2 separate regions of the Mus musculus genome follow, and region 2 is linked to region 1. A link is a contact called in public Hi-C data. All regions are on one chromosome and are shown on one strand. The core of a region is the stretch at or near the end of the contact, and the rest is flanking DNA. Distances in the headings are between cores, read along the strand shown. Region 1 has its middle 44 kb from the start of Gm33643. Region 2 has its middle 16 kb from the start of Gm39350.

Region 1 (7,834 bases), core at 2,890-5,389:
ATAGCCAGCCTTGGTAGTAACCATGACCCACAGCTGTTACCTGTCCCTGGTCTTTCCACCTAAGTTATATGTGAACATTCTGTTCTGGAGAATTAATGTCACACCATATCACTAACACTTGCCAAAATTTATGTTGAAAATAAATAAACGCTTCTATGCTGGAAACAGTTGTGGGACCATCCCAGTATTCAAGGTCCATGCATGAAGAAGAATGCTTCCAGCTTGCAATTCAGGCACTTGGGAGGTGGAGGAAAAAGAATTGGGGGCTCATGGTGATATATTATGAGTTGAAAGTCAGCACAGGTGGCATGAGACCTCATCGCAAAACAACAAACAACCAAAAATCCCCAAATGCATTGAACATCTTTAGGATTCCCTCTCCTGGTGTGACAGCAGCATGAAGAAGCTTCCTTTTGTTTTCTTGGGGGGCGGGGGGACTGAGCTCTCTGTCTCTCTAGGATGATATCTGAACACTGAAGAACACACAGAGAACCACAGCTTCCAGGCAGAGGGAAGATCTCCTGGGCCCTGAGTACCATCGAGACAGGGAGGTGTCACAGAGATAACCCCTTGTCTCATATGACCTCCACCAATGATCTCCAAACCTTCTCTGCTCCTTCCATCCCTCTCTCAGATTCCTGCAGTCATCCTGTGGTCACATGAAGTGGCCCAAGAAAGGAAAGAGACTCCACCTGCTTACACACTCCACCAAGCCATTCATTCTCTGGCTCCAGTGACTTAAAGCTTTGCCAGGAAAACCATGTCCGGGTGACCTCAGACCTCACCCATGCATCAAGGACTCAGCTAGGACTGGAGCACACAAAGGGAAGAAGAGGAAGCTCTCCTTCAAGGTCCACTCGTCCCAGGACCTTGAAGGATAGTTTCACAGAACTGGGGCACTGACATCTGAAAGAGGACACCAGCCTGCTGGTATCAGCAAGTTCAGGATTCTGGGAAATGGGAGGCTACATACTAAGAATCCAGTTATGGGGTGTTGGTAGGGCAAAATGCTGACTTATAGCAGGATGTCAGGAGGAAGGTCCCTCTGTGGTGGGGCTCTGGCCTCTTAGGCTGCTGTCACCTCTGTGGGGTGTGGTGAGCCTGTTGTGGGAACAGGGAGATGAGGGTTAGGGTGGCAGGGATCTTGCTCTTGCTTGTGTTTGCTTCTGTTGCAATTACTTCACCAGAGATCTCTTTCCAGTCTACGTGCCTGTTAGCATGATTCTAGAGATAGCTGGGTGACTAACTTTGTTCTAGCCCATGGCTGTGCTGGGCTGAACCAGGTGTGGAAACTGGGCTGCTCTGACTTGGAGGGTGTGAAAGGAAGTATTGGAAGAACACTGTTTTGCAGTAAGTAGACTGGATGACACTATAGCCCTAGGCTTTCATCTGAGTCCTCAGACTGATGAGAGATACCTGGCTCAGGTGAGGAGCCCTGGATAAATCAACTCATCAACCTACTACAGAACTGCTCATAGTTCAAACCTGGAATGGTCTGCCTTGATGAGCTAAGGACATGCAGTCAAAGGCAGGACTACAGTCACCTTCAGCATCTAAGCTGGCACAGATGGGGGCTCCTCTGCGGAGCCTCACAAAGGTCTGAGGAGACCCTGGCTGAGACTTTGCCATTCATTAAGTGTGCGATGCTGCCTGTCTCAGATAACGATGCTCGTCTCTGTCCCACATCCTCACTTCATAGCTTCCTCTGCTTACTCTAGCTAAGCAAACACTGTTTGGTTTACCCAAGTGATGTCTGCATCAGGCTTTTCCTTTCACCCAAGCCCACTGTTGACATTACACACACACTACAGCTCTTAGACAATTTCCTGTTACCTGAAGAGCTTAAGTTTTAAAATGTAAAAACAGCTGGTGTGGGGGAGCCTTCCCTGCATCTTTTCTGTCATCTCGTTCCTAGAAGGAATCAGCAATGGTATGGCCTGGCTGCTTCTGATGGGTCGGCAGGTAAAGTGCTAGCTGCATAAGCATCAGGACCCAAGTTCAAATCCCCAGAATTCATGTGCAAAGCTGGGTGTGGCGGCATGCACTCTGACTCCAGAGCTGGAGACTCCCAGAGAGGCAGGACTTTTGAGTTCCATGGCCAACCAGTTTCACTAAACTGGTGAACTCCTGGGTCAGTGAGTGATCCTGCCTCAAAACATAAGAGAAATACAGGACACCTGACACCCACCTCCGGCTTCCAGATGTGCATGCAGTCACACACACTCCACACTGCCTCTAATCTATCAGAAAAAAAAAAAGATAAAGGGAGAAAGAGAAAAAGAGATCTTACACACATGTGCTTTGATTTCCATGTTTATTTTATTTAAAATGTGGCCTTGAAATCTTACATCATACCATGACTCTATGGTAGTTGATACTCTGCATCATATATTGATGCACTCAGTTCACAGAGTGAAGACAGGTAGCTACAGAGTAAATATCCATGCAGCCACTACACAGGCCAGGAACTAGGACACAGTCAGAAATCCCTTTATATCCTGGGTATGTCTAGTATTATCTTTCCCCTCATGATTATCTACCCCACTGACTACGGTTTTAGACTCAGTCACAACTTTTTAAGCTGCGACTGGTCTTTGAGAATCCCTGAATTACCCCGAGGATAACTCCAAGAGATTTGCCCTCTCTTACCCCATCCCTGCTGTCTCTTTTTCCCTCCCTGAGCAGTCTTTGGAAAGCCAAAGTAAAATAGCATCCATAGTGAGTGTGTTGTGTAGCTATTGCTCTGGGATAGAGAAGGAAGAGGGTGGGAGTGTTGGGAAATAATAAAACTTACAAGGCTCAGGAAGCACCAGAAACTTATAAGACTTGCAAGGCCTTTCCCTAAGGATGTGGAGGCAGTAATCACAACCTCTGGCCAGGCATCTGACTTGGCTGCAAGCTGTTAAGGGAGCTTCAAGGATGAAGCTTGTGAGTCATCTCATGCAGGAATGGGCTTTCCCATGACTGCAGCTCCCTTTGGCTCACCCAGAGGTTGCTCTGGGAAGAGGAATGTCAATTGAGAAAACGCCTCCATCAGATTGCTTGTAGGCAAGTCTCTCTGGCGTTTTCTTGATTAATGATTGATGTGGAAGGATCCAGCCCAATGTGGATGATGCCGCCCCTAGTTGGTCCTGGTGTATAAGAAACAAGCTGAGCAATCCATGAGGAGCCAGCCACCTAGCAGCATTCCTCCGTGGTCTCTCCTGAAGTTCCTGCCTTCCTGAAGTTTTTGCCCTGACTTCCCTTGATGATGGACTGTGACCTGGAAAGATACGCTGAAATAAAACCTTACCTCCCCCAGCTGCCTCCTAACTGCAGTGATTGGTGGCATGGTCTTTGCAATGGGTGGTAAGACATGTAACCAAGCCCAAGCCATCTGATGGATAATCCATGGGAGGGAAATCCAGGATTATTTGTCTTCACTGACTATTCAGAGATGTATGGGGCAATGTGCCTCCTTAATAAATAGAGTTCACCTCTCAAGTATGGTTATCCCCCAAAGTGGCTGGTAGACTCAGATCATGGCCATTCCTGATAGTAAGCATTGGAGCTAGATAGTGAGGCTCTAGCAGCTTTTGCATAGCCTTTGCTGTGGGCAATGAGACATGAAGCAGAGACTGAGGTGACTGCCCAGAAAGAACTTGCCCATGTCGGGGAGGGAGTTGAATGGGGAAATGCATGCAGTTACTGTCTTCTCCATTAGCCTCTGATTTGGCAAGGAAGGTAGAAAACGGAAGATGAGTTAAAGGCGTTGGCTTGCTGCTGTGTACAGATGGCTGGTTCTGAGGGAGAGTACAGCTTAGATCTGTACTGCAGAGTCCCTCCTGGGATCCAGAAACTTGAATCCCTTGGGAAGAAAGACAATAAAAAGAGAGAGCAAGATAGAAGGCAGAGAAGATACCCCTCCTAGGAAGGGAAAAATCCACAATTCCACATATAGTCAGGGGCCTTGCTAATGGCCCAGTTCAGGAAACTATGATAATCTGAGTTCACGATGCATCTTATCTGCTTAAGTTAGGAAAATTTTAAAATAAGCAGCTAAAGAACCTCTCACAGATCTGCTCAGGAGGTCATGAGGCGTGAGTGTGGATGGGATCAGCCTGAGTAGCAGGAAGCAGAGAAACTAAAGAAGATAGCTACTCACCTCCCATTGAGCCAAAGGCTGTATGATTCATCTCAATACAGGGACAACCAGTCCCTGCACTCAGGAAGCAGAGAGCAGACAGGAAATAGGGCCAAGGGCTAAAGGCTCAAGGCCCACCTCTAGTCACCCACTTTCTCTAGGAGGCTCCACATCCTAAAGATTCCACATCTTTCCAAAACACTGTGCCACCAGCTGGGAACCATGCATTTAAACACAGGAGTCTATGAGAGACATTTCAACACCTCTGTACTCAACAGTGCTCTTTTGATGAAGCAATCGATCCAGCTGATAGGATTGTTCCTTGCTGTTCTGGGCCTTGCTAATGTTTCTATTTTAGTATTCTCTTAGCCACCCAAGGCTAACAGGCACTTAGAATGAATGACAGTGGGCTCTCAGAGATCCTGCCTGCCCTCTTTACAACATTTTCATTATATAACACTAACTCTTGGGTGTCTTACAGACTTCTTCTATAAGAACATCTGGAAGGACAGTAAAAATAGCAATTAAGGAGTTTGAATGAGGTGTCCTGAGTGTGGGGAAAAGACACTCCCAGGATGCAATGTAATGGGTAAAAATCCCCAGGCCAAGATGGCCTACCTCTCTCTGAGTTTTTTGGTAGGGTTGCATAGTCCATAAGTCTATTGTTACTACTGTTAGCTGATGCCAGAACTAGATGGCAAGACTCTACTGCTAAAAACACTGCATACTTTGGCTGTAGGACATGGAGAAATTCGCCTGAGTCTCAGGGGGCAGCTCCCTCTCATATGGTTGGCATACATAGCATATGGCATAACAGCAATACTCATGCTGTTAGGGGGAAGTTGTCACAGATAGTCCTGCTCTACTGAGGACTCTGAGTGCTACAGTACCAACATGCTGGGTAAGATGTGGCCTCTGGAACAACAGTGGTATAACTGCTATGGGCAGAACCAGCTACTCTCTGATTATATCTAAGGCTCATTTAATGGACAGTACCTCATGTCTAACATGGTAAGCCAAGACAGAAGTCTATGGCTTGGGAGGTCATAGGCCCTAGTTAAAAGCAGTACTAGTATTTTGTTAAATGGATGTGATGTGCCTATCAAATTGCTTTCTAAACATTTGCACTGATATCTATAGATTTCTGCCATTAGCTTTAGTCAGTCATGAAGGAAAACTTCTTTTTGTAGTGTGTTGGGAGTATGGAGGGGATTGCTGCTGAGATATATAAATGGCCAAGCCATAGATGGGAAAAAACAAAACAAAACAAAACCAGATATCTTCTAAATTTCCATGCCAAAGCTTAGGGAACAGCGAAGAAATAGGGAGGGATTTAAGAGCCAGAGGAAGGGATAGAGTGTTGTATAATTATTTCCTGTCAATTAAAATATTCTTACCTGGAGAGAAGAAGAAAGCTTTTAAGGCTTAGGAAGTAGACACAACTGACAGAGCCCAGGAAGCTCCTGAAACATGCAAGATTCACAAGCCCCAAGGCTGCATAAGTAGTAATATTGGTGGGGAGAGGAGACGCTGGCTGGTCAGCAAATGGGTAGAGAGTTCTAGGGATAGGGTGAGCTTCCAGTGCTACAGCTCACCCAGGCTCTTATAAGTCATCCCTGTGAGCCTCCCTGCCTCCAGGGATCAGGGATTGGCTGATATCAGTCCATGATGGCAAATGGAGCAAAAGCTACAACAGTGAGTTCAGAAGCCTCTCTATTAGGAATGGAAATGGTGACACTCCGGGATCAGCTTCCAGGAGGCAGATCAATTTTATTCAGGGTTAACAATGTTTATATAAAACTCTGGGGAGGGGATAGGGTTATCCGAGGAAAAGGTCATTGGCCGAAGGCTAAGGTATTGAGATAGCTCATTAGCATGGGGAGGCATTCCAAGTATCCCAGGTGTTTGCTGAAACAGTTTCTTATAAGAAGAAAGGGAGTTGGACCTGTAATTTCCCTAAGGGCTAAGTGACATTGCTCAGGTAAAGGGTGTGGCATCCAGGACCCTGCGGGTAGAGAATAGAAATCTCTCTGACAAAGCGAGTCTGACATTTTGCACCAAGCTCAGAGCTTTCTCAACAATTCCTTTCTGTGTTTCTGTAAGTAAGACCAGTAAACTTATTGGTTTAAGATTTTACTTGGGTAAGATAGTTTTCTTAGTCTGACATTAGTGCCCTATTTATAATTAACAAACACTTATTCATGTCTCCTCAGAAAATGTCACGTAGCACAGACAGACCCTGGACCAGGGGACTGGTCCTTGTTCTTCTATGTCCTACCGCCAGCTCTTCCTTCTAATATACTCCATACTGACTCCGCAGTGACCCCAGCTCACAGCTGGACACTCAGCTATGCACTCACTCAGGCAGGCAGACCCTTCTACTGACTTCCTCCCTCCCATGTGATGGTTTGAATGAAAAAAAAAAAAGAAGAAGAAGGAATACCTTCATAGTCATGGGCATTTGAATGCTTGGTCACCAGCTGATGGTGCTGTTTGGATGGGTTTAGGAAGTGTGGTCTTGTTGGAAGAAATGTGTCACTTAGAGGCAGGGTCTCTCTTTCTCTCTGTGCTTGTAGTCCAAGATGTGAGACCTTAACTTCTAGTCCAGATGTCATGCCTGTCACTTGCTGCCTTCAATCTGTTATCATGGACTCTAACCTTATGGAACCATAAGACCAAATAAACTCTTCTATAAGTTGTCATGTCATGGAGTTTCATCACAGCAACAGTAAAGTTACTAATATACTCCCCCAGCAGCCCCCACTGTCCTGCCCAGCAGCACCAGTGTCTGGGTACCAGATCTCCCAGGAAGCTCTGAAGGGTCCACTGTACCCTAACAGTCTTGGAGGAAGTTTCTCCAAAGCTTCTCTCTGTTTTATTTATTTGTTTGCTTGCTGTTTATAGTTATTATTTATTTATATTATTATATACTTATGATACATTATTTATAGATTATATAAATAAATAATGCATTTATTTATTGGGAAACACCTTTCCCAGGCTTATTCTTTCCCAGCTTCCCTCATGACTGCAGGGCTCATCCCCTCGCTTGGGCCTTCCCCATCAGGCTCCATTTCCCTCATAGAACACAACTACCTGGATATCTATGGTTACCGCTCTCTTCCCTTCCTCCACAGTGTTGTTATCAGCCAGACTCGAATCTTTAAACAAAGCAGTCTGGTTGTGCATCTACTGTCTTTGAAACGAGTAAAATTGGTCTGTTTTGTTTTGTTTTGGTTTTTTTGTCTTGTTTTGTTTACCCAACATTCTCTTTGCAAGCTTTATCCACGTTGTTAGGAGAAGCTGTGGGCTTACTCATTTCCTCTGCTGAGCGTTTCTTTGTATGAAGAACTCACACTTAATTTTTTTTGCATTCTGTTGTTGATAAACAGTTGGGCTGTCCACTGAGACTATTTGAATAACGCTGCTGTAAGCATTCTTGCATCTGCCTCTTAGCGCACCTGCATACTTCTGTTGAATGCACACCTAACGAGAAGAGCTGAGTCATGGCTGAGTCATGGCGTGAGGGTCTTACAGTTTAGGAGACAGAAATCAAAACTGATTGTTTTGCTATTTTACACTTAGAACTGGTGTTTGCATGCAATCTTTGCATTTCAGGCACCCCGAGGGATGTATAGGGAGCACCCATTTGTGTCTAAAGTTACTTTCCCTGACACCCTGACAATGCATTTGGACACATCTGTAATTATT
Region 2 (7,834 bases), core at 3,666-6,165, 670 kb before region 1:
GGCTAGCGGGGGAGGCAGGAAACACAATCTATGGAACCTTAATGAGCGCCGTGGGGAACAGCTAGCTCACTGCCTCTCACCCCACCACACTGCACTGTAAATCATCTTTTCTGAGATTACTGGCTTTCGAACCAGCCTAGACAGCTTGCAGGAACTCCTCTGTCCCTGCCAGGTCCCTCCAGGAAATGGAATCTGGGAGAAACAGCACATCTTGAAGAGGGAAGGGAAGGGGTAGGGCTCGGTTGGTAGAGAGTTTGCCTGGCATGGGCCAAGCTCTGGGTTCCATCCCCACACATGGACAGTGGAGGCAGAAAGATCAGAAGTTCAAGGTCACCCTTGGCTGCATAGCAAGTTTGAAGCCAGCCTGGTCTACACGGGGCCAATGCAAAAGGAGGGTAGAGAACAGACTTAAAGCCTGATTTTTCTTTGTCTACAGCCATAACATCCTATATGGATCAAATCTCACATGAAAAGGCAAAGGAGCTGGTGTCTTGACTTGGCCAGACAAATGGCCACATTCTTCCATGTGCCTTACACCGTTACTCTGGCAAATTAGGCGAAGAGGGCTGAGGCGTGGAGGGTCAGCTGGTATCCTAGGTATCCTGGGTCACATATCGTCTCCCAGAGGAAGGGCCTTTCACTCCTGAGTCTAGAAACATGTTCTTGATTCTCATGGCATTTCCTGGCGCCTAAATTTTCCATGTCTCAATTACACCAAATATCCCAAGAACTCAAGCCATATCTTGATATAACATGGGGGGAAAAAAACAAAACAACTTCCAATGCACTGTCGTCTGACACACGTAGTCCTGCCAGGTGGAAACAGCGCCCAGTTCACAGCATCAGGTGCTCTCACTACGCGAGGCACCCAATCTGGTCCTACTTGACAAGAGCAGACAGAAAACAGGAGTCAGGGAAAGGCCAAATGACCACAGGGCACAGTCCCTCCCCCTGACCTTGTGAAATGTCATAGTCCACACTCTAAGGGACAACCCTCCATATTCTTCGTTTGTGAAGATGAGTAGAATCCTCACCTGAAGCAGAACCATAGACTGAGAGCAGACCCATCTTCCCAGTGAGACAATAAAGGCCGATAATCCTCAAGCAGAACCATAGACTGAGACCAGACCCATCTTCCCAGTGAGACAATAAAGGCCGATAATCCTCAAGCAGAACCATAGACTGAGAGCAGACCCATCTTCCCAGTGAGACAATAAAGGCCGATAATCCTCAAGCAGAACCATAGACTGAGAGCAGACCCATCTTCCCAGTGAGACAATAAAGGCCGATAATCTAACCAGGAAGTTGGCTTGGAAGCAAAGCCAAGCTACAAGGATGCTGTATCCACATGAAAGTAGAGAAAAACAAATGTTAATCTGTTTATGACGCTATGCCCTTGGGCTCAGATGTCACCTCCGTGGAAGGGTAGCCCTCCATCCCAAGCAGGTGCCACTTGCCAAGGCCTCTGTGACATCACTAAGTTCATCTGGCCTCCCTCTAGAGAGGTACCGAGTTTCTCATTCCTCTCAGGTCCACTCATCACCTGCTGGGGCAGACGCCTGGGGTCATTTGTTTTCTGTTAACTTTCAAGTTTCTTCATACAGCAGCTTCCAAGGCTTGGAAAAGCCAGCATTTAGGAAGCACAGTGCGTTTGAACTTGAGCTGAAAGCCTCTCTGCTGTGAGACTTGGAAACCCACCTCTGGATGCAGTTGTTGCCAACAGAGGGGAAACAAGAAAGCACCCTTATCCACACTTTGCAGCAAGCTCTGTGTTAGGCCATGGAAGAGCACCTATGTCACAGGCTGGCTGAGTTTCCAGAGGGGACTTTAGGACCACTTGGTGAGAGGACAAGTCACCTGAGGATCCTGAGGTTTAAACACCTGGGTAGCAGGGGAAGAGGCAGAAGAAAGAGGGAGAAAGAAGAGAGAAGAAATAGAGACGAAGATGCAGGGGTGGATGCATGTGTACCCAGAGAACCAATGGCCCAGATACCACCCAGACACAACAGTCCTGGTCTCAGGCAAATGTAAGGCAGAAGGAGGCAAAATGGGGAGTGTGAAATTAGGCCCTGGATTCTGTGGCGGAAGCCGTAAGGTCTCAAGACTCCCATTTTGCAAATACTTCTTAGCATTGTCGAGAGCATAGTTAACTTACCATGATCATACAAACTCCGTAACCCAAATCTGCAAACAGCATCTCTCTGTGTTAGTCATTCTATGCTCCCCAGGGAGGGCTGCTTTTGCCAGGATTCCTCCCACATTGTCTCCTGCTGCAAGCTTTAGGAGGCCTTTGACCGAGGTCAGGTTTCCACTGAAGACCCAGCTCACTGGTACTTTACCACTTCTCCCTTGCAAGTATGTCTCCATGTTAGCATCGTCAGTGTCCTGTGAGAAAATCATGGGAAATGCTCTCATTTGCCACCCAGGCCCCATCACACATGAGCCAGAATCTAAATTTTAGTCCCCTCACTGGGTCCTGGGTGGACCCAGTTAATGGTGAGAAACTGGGACTATTGGGTAACTGGAGAGCACCCCCAGATGTGTACTTGCCTTTTAACACTGCTGCCTCTCCTTGGCCCCAGCTGATTCTCCTGCTGGAGAAGCCGAACCTTTCCACCAGACTTCCAGGGTCCAGGGAGAACGGACAAACTCTGGAATCTTCAGTAAGAAACATCTCCAAATTCTAACAACCTTCAGCTCCCCCTGGCAGGTAAACTTCTTAGGCTGGCCTCGTGGTAGGCCTTGGCATACACTTCTACACAGGGCAGCTATATCAACCCTGATTGTCATCTCTCAGATCCCACTGGCTTATGAGAACTGGGGCTTGTATGGTGCCTCATTTCACGGTCCTCCTGGACAGAGACACAATGTATATAACAATCCTTCCAGAGAGTTTTATGCATTATGGTCTGGCTTTGCTTTAATGAAACCCCATCTTAAAGGCACAAGAATGAGATGTCCAGTGTGTGTGTGTGTGTCTGTGTGTGTGTGTGTGTGTGTGTCTGTGTGTGTCTGTGTGCATGTGTGTGCATGTATGTGTCTCTATGTGTGTCTGTGTGCATGTGTGTGCATGTATGTGTCTCTATGTGTGTCTGTGTGCATGTGTGTGTATGTGTATGTGTGGGTGGCTGGGTGAAGGTTGGAGGTCAGCCTCAAATGTCATTCCTCACAAACTCTATGTCTGTGGAACCTGCGGATGAGGTTAGATTGCTTGGTCAGAGAGCCCAAGGGTCTGCCTGGTTCTGCCTCCCCAAGCACTGGGGTCACACACCACCATGCCCAGTTTTTTATATGGTGTCTGGGGCTCAATCTCTTGTCCTCGTGGTTGTGAGATAAACGCTTCTGACTGCTCTGTCCCTCCAGCCCAGAGATGTCCACTTTTATTCAGTGGATACTTACTTCAGGTGACAGCCCTGAGCTAGGCATTGTGACAGAAACGAATGAGATCCAGCCCTCAAATCTTGCATGCTGGGTCTTCACTTCCCACAGCCTTTGATGGAGCAGGGGCGTCTTCTTACATTAGACTCTCCCTAGAGGACATATGAATGATGTTTCCTTAAAGAAAGCAAGAATTTCCTGGCGTGATGGTGTGTGCCTATAATCCCAGAACTCAAGAAGCTAAGGCAGCTTGAAGATTATGAGTTCAAGGCCAGCTTGGGCTATATACTAAGCCCCTTAACAAAGCAACTCTGCTAACAGGTTTCCCAACACACATCTGGCTGCGCCATGCTGAGTCAAACATGAGTCCTTGAACAAAGAGCCTCTTATGGCTTGATTGGCCTTCGAGTTCCTGGTGCACAAACTCTCACAATACGCAGAACGTTTCTTCCCCCAGAAACACATTTAAATAAGATTTTCTCAAATTGGATTTCAGGTGGTTTCACTTCTCTCGGCTCTGCTTTGAAGCCAAACTTACCTTTCCCGTGGCCTACTTCCGCACAGCCTTCCCGATGATTTTAAGCTAATCTGTTAAACCACTTTGCATTTAGAAGGATTTAACCAATATTAGAATACTATTTTACTCCTCCCCAAGAAAGATAGGGCCTCTAAACCCATTGCTGCACTAATCCGGAATTTCACAACACACGTTTGTGCAGGGCTAGAAGGCTAGGCAGGCTTGGGGCCAAAGCACAGAGCCCATTGGAATTTTTATTGGTCCCAGGGACACAGGCTCTGCCTAAGGTATCTTTGGGAGATGTCAGTGTCTCACAGCAACCTTTCCTCCCCACTTCAAGGGTTTCGGGTCTACTGTGAGTGAGGTAGACCTGCCTGTCCCCCGGGGCCAGCCATCCTGTCCCCTGAGTGATCCTGGGCCTCTCCACAGTAGGAGCAGTAGAAGGTTACTTGATTTTCTGCCTCTGTCTCGTTGTGTGACTGCAAGGTCATCCTCAGTGAATCGTGTGTGACCTTGATCTGGGAGGCAATCCCTGTTGAATCTTTCAGATCAGAAAAAGGGGTGGGGCAGATGTACAGAATTGAATGTTTCCAGAGAACCTGGGAATCTTGCAGGGATGCAGGACTAGTAGGTTTCATAACCACTGGGCAATAGAGAGTATATTTGGCCTTTCTCAAGAATGACTACCTCAGGAGCTCAAGAGGACAGCTAGGTCCCCTCATCTGTCCCACCAGAGCCGAGCCTTGGAAATGTAAAATACTAGGAATTGAATATTGTTACAGTGATTGATGTCCTTGCTCTTGCTGGAACTCAGGAAAGGAGGGTGTGGGCAAGGTTATAGGAATGGCGGGCCCTTCTCTGCCACCTCTTCATTATTGTCCTCTGCTTGCTCATTTCCCTAGCCTCACCTGTTAGCCATCTGCACTGTGGCGTGGTCCACGTGCTCATGACATCCTGGCTGTGGAAAGAGCAGGGGAGATCGTCTGTGCTGTAGCTATACATACATTGGATGCAATGAAACGGGGGTGGTGTTTGTGTCTCTGTTTTCTTTCAGAGTGGAGCTAGGGATGTGTCTGCCTGGAACATCTGCTCCTGGGCACCGTGTATTTAACTGCAGTGCAGAAAATTTAAACATGAACTTAAGTTCTCTGAGACTGTGTGGAGGGAGATTTGGCCATCAGCGTTACAGTTCTTTTTCTAAACCAAAATGCCCAGATTGAGGCATTAAAATGTAACACTTCCACACCCACAGGGTGGGAGGAAGAACACAGCTACATATTTACAACCTGATTTCTCTGGGGAAAGGTAAGAGCTGTTGTGTGGTGTGGCTTCCTAGTTCGTGTGTTGGCTCTTCAGTACATTTTGTTATTTTCTGTGCACTCAAACACAGACCATCTGAGTGAACACACACAGCAGCTGAGAGCGCTTCCTCCTCACCTTGCTGGGTGTCCCTCCCTAAGAATCTGTGCCAGACTTCAGGGCGAATTCTCCAGACTTGTAAGGCTGATGATGCCCTGAGGCTTATCCACTGGAGACAGCAGGGTTAAGGCTGAGACCACTCTAGCTATGTCTCAGCTAGGTTTTTTATTGCTGCGATGAAATACCATGTCTAAAAAGCGAGTTGGGAGGGAAGGGTTTATTTGGCTAACACTCCTATACTGCTATTCATTATCCAAGGAAGTCAAACGGCAGGATCCAAGAGGCAAAAGCTAATACAGAGACCATGGAGGGATGCTGGTTACTAGCTTGCTCCCTATGCCTTGCTCAGTCTGCTTTCTTATAGAAGCTAGAACCACCAGGCCAGGGATGGTACCACCCACAACGAGCTAAGTGGTTAATCACTAATTGAAAAAAAATGTCTTAGTGCGGGGTCTTATGGAGGCATTTCCTCAAATGAGGCTCCTTCCTCTCTGATGGCTCTGGCTGGCATCAAATTGACACACAAACTCAGCCAGTACAAGTTGTAATGACAGCTAGGGGGAAATCCACTGGGACCCAGAACCTCCTTGAACATGACCAGGAAAGGTCGGCCCTAGGGATCTACTTCCTACACACAGAGCCTGTAAGCGACTTCTATCCAGGTATCCAAGCAGACTTCACATCAGCCGATCAGTCACAAGTCTTAAACCTTGAGTCCCAACAACAGCCTCCTGGGTTTGTCCTTGTTGTCCTCTGCCACCATCTTGAATTCTCTCCCTTTTCTCTCGCACACATGTGTGTCACTGTCAGATCCCAAGTGAGAGAAAAGATAGAATGGGGACTGCCCTTAAAATTGTCATCATGGATCCAGTGAGATAACTCAGCAGCTAAAGGTGCTGCCTACCAAACCTGTTGACCCGAGTCGTCTCTCTTGAATCCACATGGTAGAATTGACTCCTACAAATTGTTCTCTGACTTCCACGTGTTGCTGTGGCATCCAAGCCCTCTTGTGACAAAATAATATATGAAAAAAAATCCCATCCATATAATCACTGTCAGTTCATAGGCTTAGATGTGCTTAGAGTTTCTGAGAATGTCTGTCAGGAAGTTTCTAGATTGGGTTACATGAGTAGTCAACGGACTGGGGTCCTAGTCTGAGAAGAAAAAAGAGAAGCTACAAAAATTTATCTATCTCTGCTTCCTAACCAGCTGGCTCACACACCTGCTACCATGATTCTCCCACAGCAATGGGCTGGACTCTAAAACTGTGAGTCAAAAATAAGTCCCGGACACTTAAGTCACTGTTGTCAGAGACACTTATCATGACAATGAATTAAGTGACTGACAGATGATGTACACACCTCCCCATCCAAGAACATGGTATACTTCTGGGTATTGTCTTCTGGGCATCTCTCAGGAAAGTTTTAACATTCTTGACTTAATTCTCTCAGAGCATTTAGACACTTCCTCCATATTAGCTAACAACATTAAAAAACTAAACTCATTTTTTTTTAAATCACAAGAAACAATTTCTTTGCTTCCTGGTGGGGTGGGGGTGGGGAGCGAGGGAAGGCCTGCAAGATCAGGCAACACAGAGCCCATGTTGTGCCAGGCAATGAGTGATTGCCTGCGTGGCAGAGGCTTAGCATCAGAGTGCTATCCTCCTCCTGTCATTAAATGTTTGAGTATGTGACAGGGGCACAGCAGTTGAAAACGAGGTCGGGGGTTGATCACGGGAAGCTGCTTCTCAGAGCATCAAAGAAGGAGTTGGGTTTCCAGACTGGAAACAGCAGGAGCCTGTAGGGCGCTGGGTGGAGCTGGGATGGGGGACAGATTGGAGATAGGCACATTAGGAGGCCATGTTCTTACTGAGACAGGATCTAGATGCTCTTAGGAAACAAGGGTGGGGCTTATGGTTTGTCAAGAGCTGCTAATGTAGCAAATTTGGCCTCTCCTCTGAATGAGGAGTGATTCTCTGACTGTTGGCATGTAGACTCCTAACTGGCTCAAAAATGATCATTTTAGAAAAGGCAACTTCCACTAGTATCCAGATTCTGCCCTCAGAGCCACTGAAAGGCCACCAGGCAGGGCCACGTGGTGGTAGTCCTTCCTTGGAGCCTCTCCGGCCTCACTCAGGAGTATCTCAGTTTTCCTTAATAAATCATGGCCACTTTGCTTACTCTCTGCCCATGAGTCCTTCCTTATGCTCCATGGGTGTGAGACAGTGAAACAAGAAGCCATTGAATTAGGGTAGGTAGGGTGCTCCTGACCATGTAGCTGCCCCCAGTTATAGTCACTAATAGCTAAGAAAGACTCCCTAGTTCTCAAAACTCCATAGTTTGCTCTAGGTGTGCTAGGAACATGGGCTCCAGCTGCCTGGCGTCTGAAAAACAATAGCCAGTGACAGCCACTGCCTAGAGACCAACCTTGGGGTCCTTCTTACCCTGAGCATCCCTCCTTCTGTCAACAGACAGAAGAGACTCACCACAGCTGAGCAAACACGGCTTAAGCTAAGGACGG

Evidence for each region. Hi-C and Micro-C count contacts between places; a contact is called where the count stands out from the background.
Region 2: a contact with region 1 is called in a Hi-C map of trophoblast stem cells, with 1.7 times the contacts expected there. The contact joins two enhancer-like sites. A contact is called at or near these places in 4 of 484 Hi-C or Micro-C datasets (the AML12 cell line, bone marrow-derived macrophages, trophoblast stem cells and 1 more), 1 of 115 datasets of contacts at active chromatin or transcription factors (embryonic basal ganglia) and 1 of 9 other capture datasets (embryonic stem cells).

The regions. Positions count from the first base shown.
Region 1 is chr9:60,908,921-60,916,754 of GRCm38.p6, reverse strand. No RefSeq gene overlaps it. Among named protein-coding and RNA genes, the nearest start is that of Gm33643, 44 kb to the right of the region's middle. Within about 2 kb of position 4,139, at least 6 of the 459 cell types and tissues checked have an H3K27ac peak or open chromatin away from gene starts, as enhancers often do. A contact at or near this core is called in trophoblast stem cells, where this site is marked.
Region 2 is chr9:61,575,647-61,583,480 of GRCm38.p6, reverse strand. No RefSeq gene overlaps it. Among named protein-coding and RNA genes, the nearest start is that of Gm39350, 16 kb to the left of the region's middle. Within about 2 kb of position 4,915, at least 6 of the 459 cell types and tissues checked have an H3K27ac peak or open chromatin away from gene starts, as enhancers often do. A contact at or near this core is called in trophoblast stem cells, where this site is marked.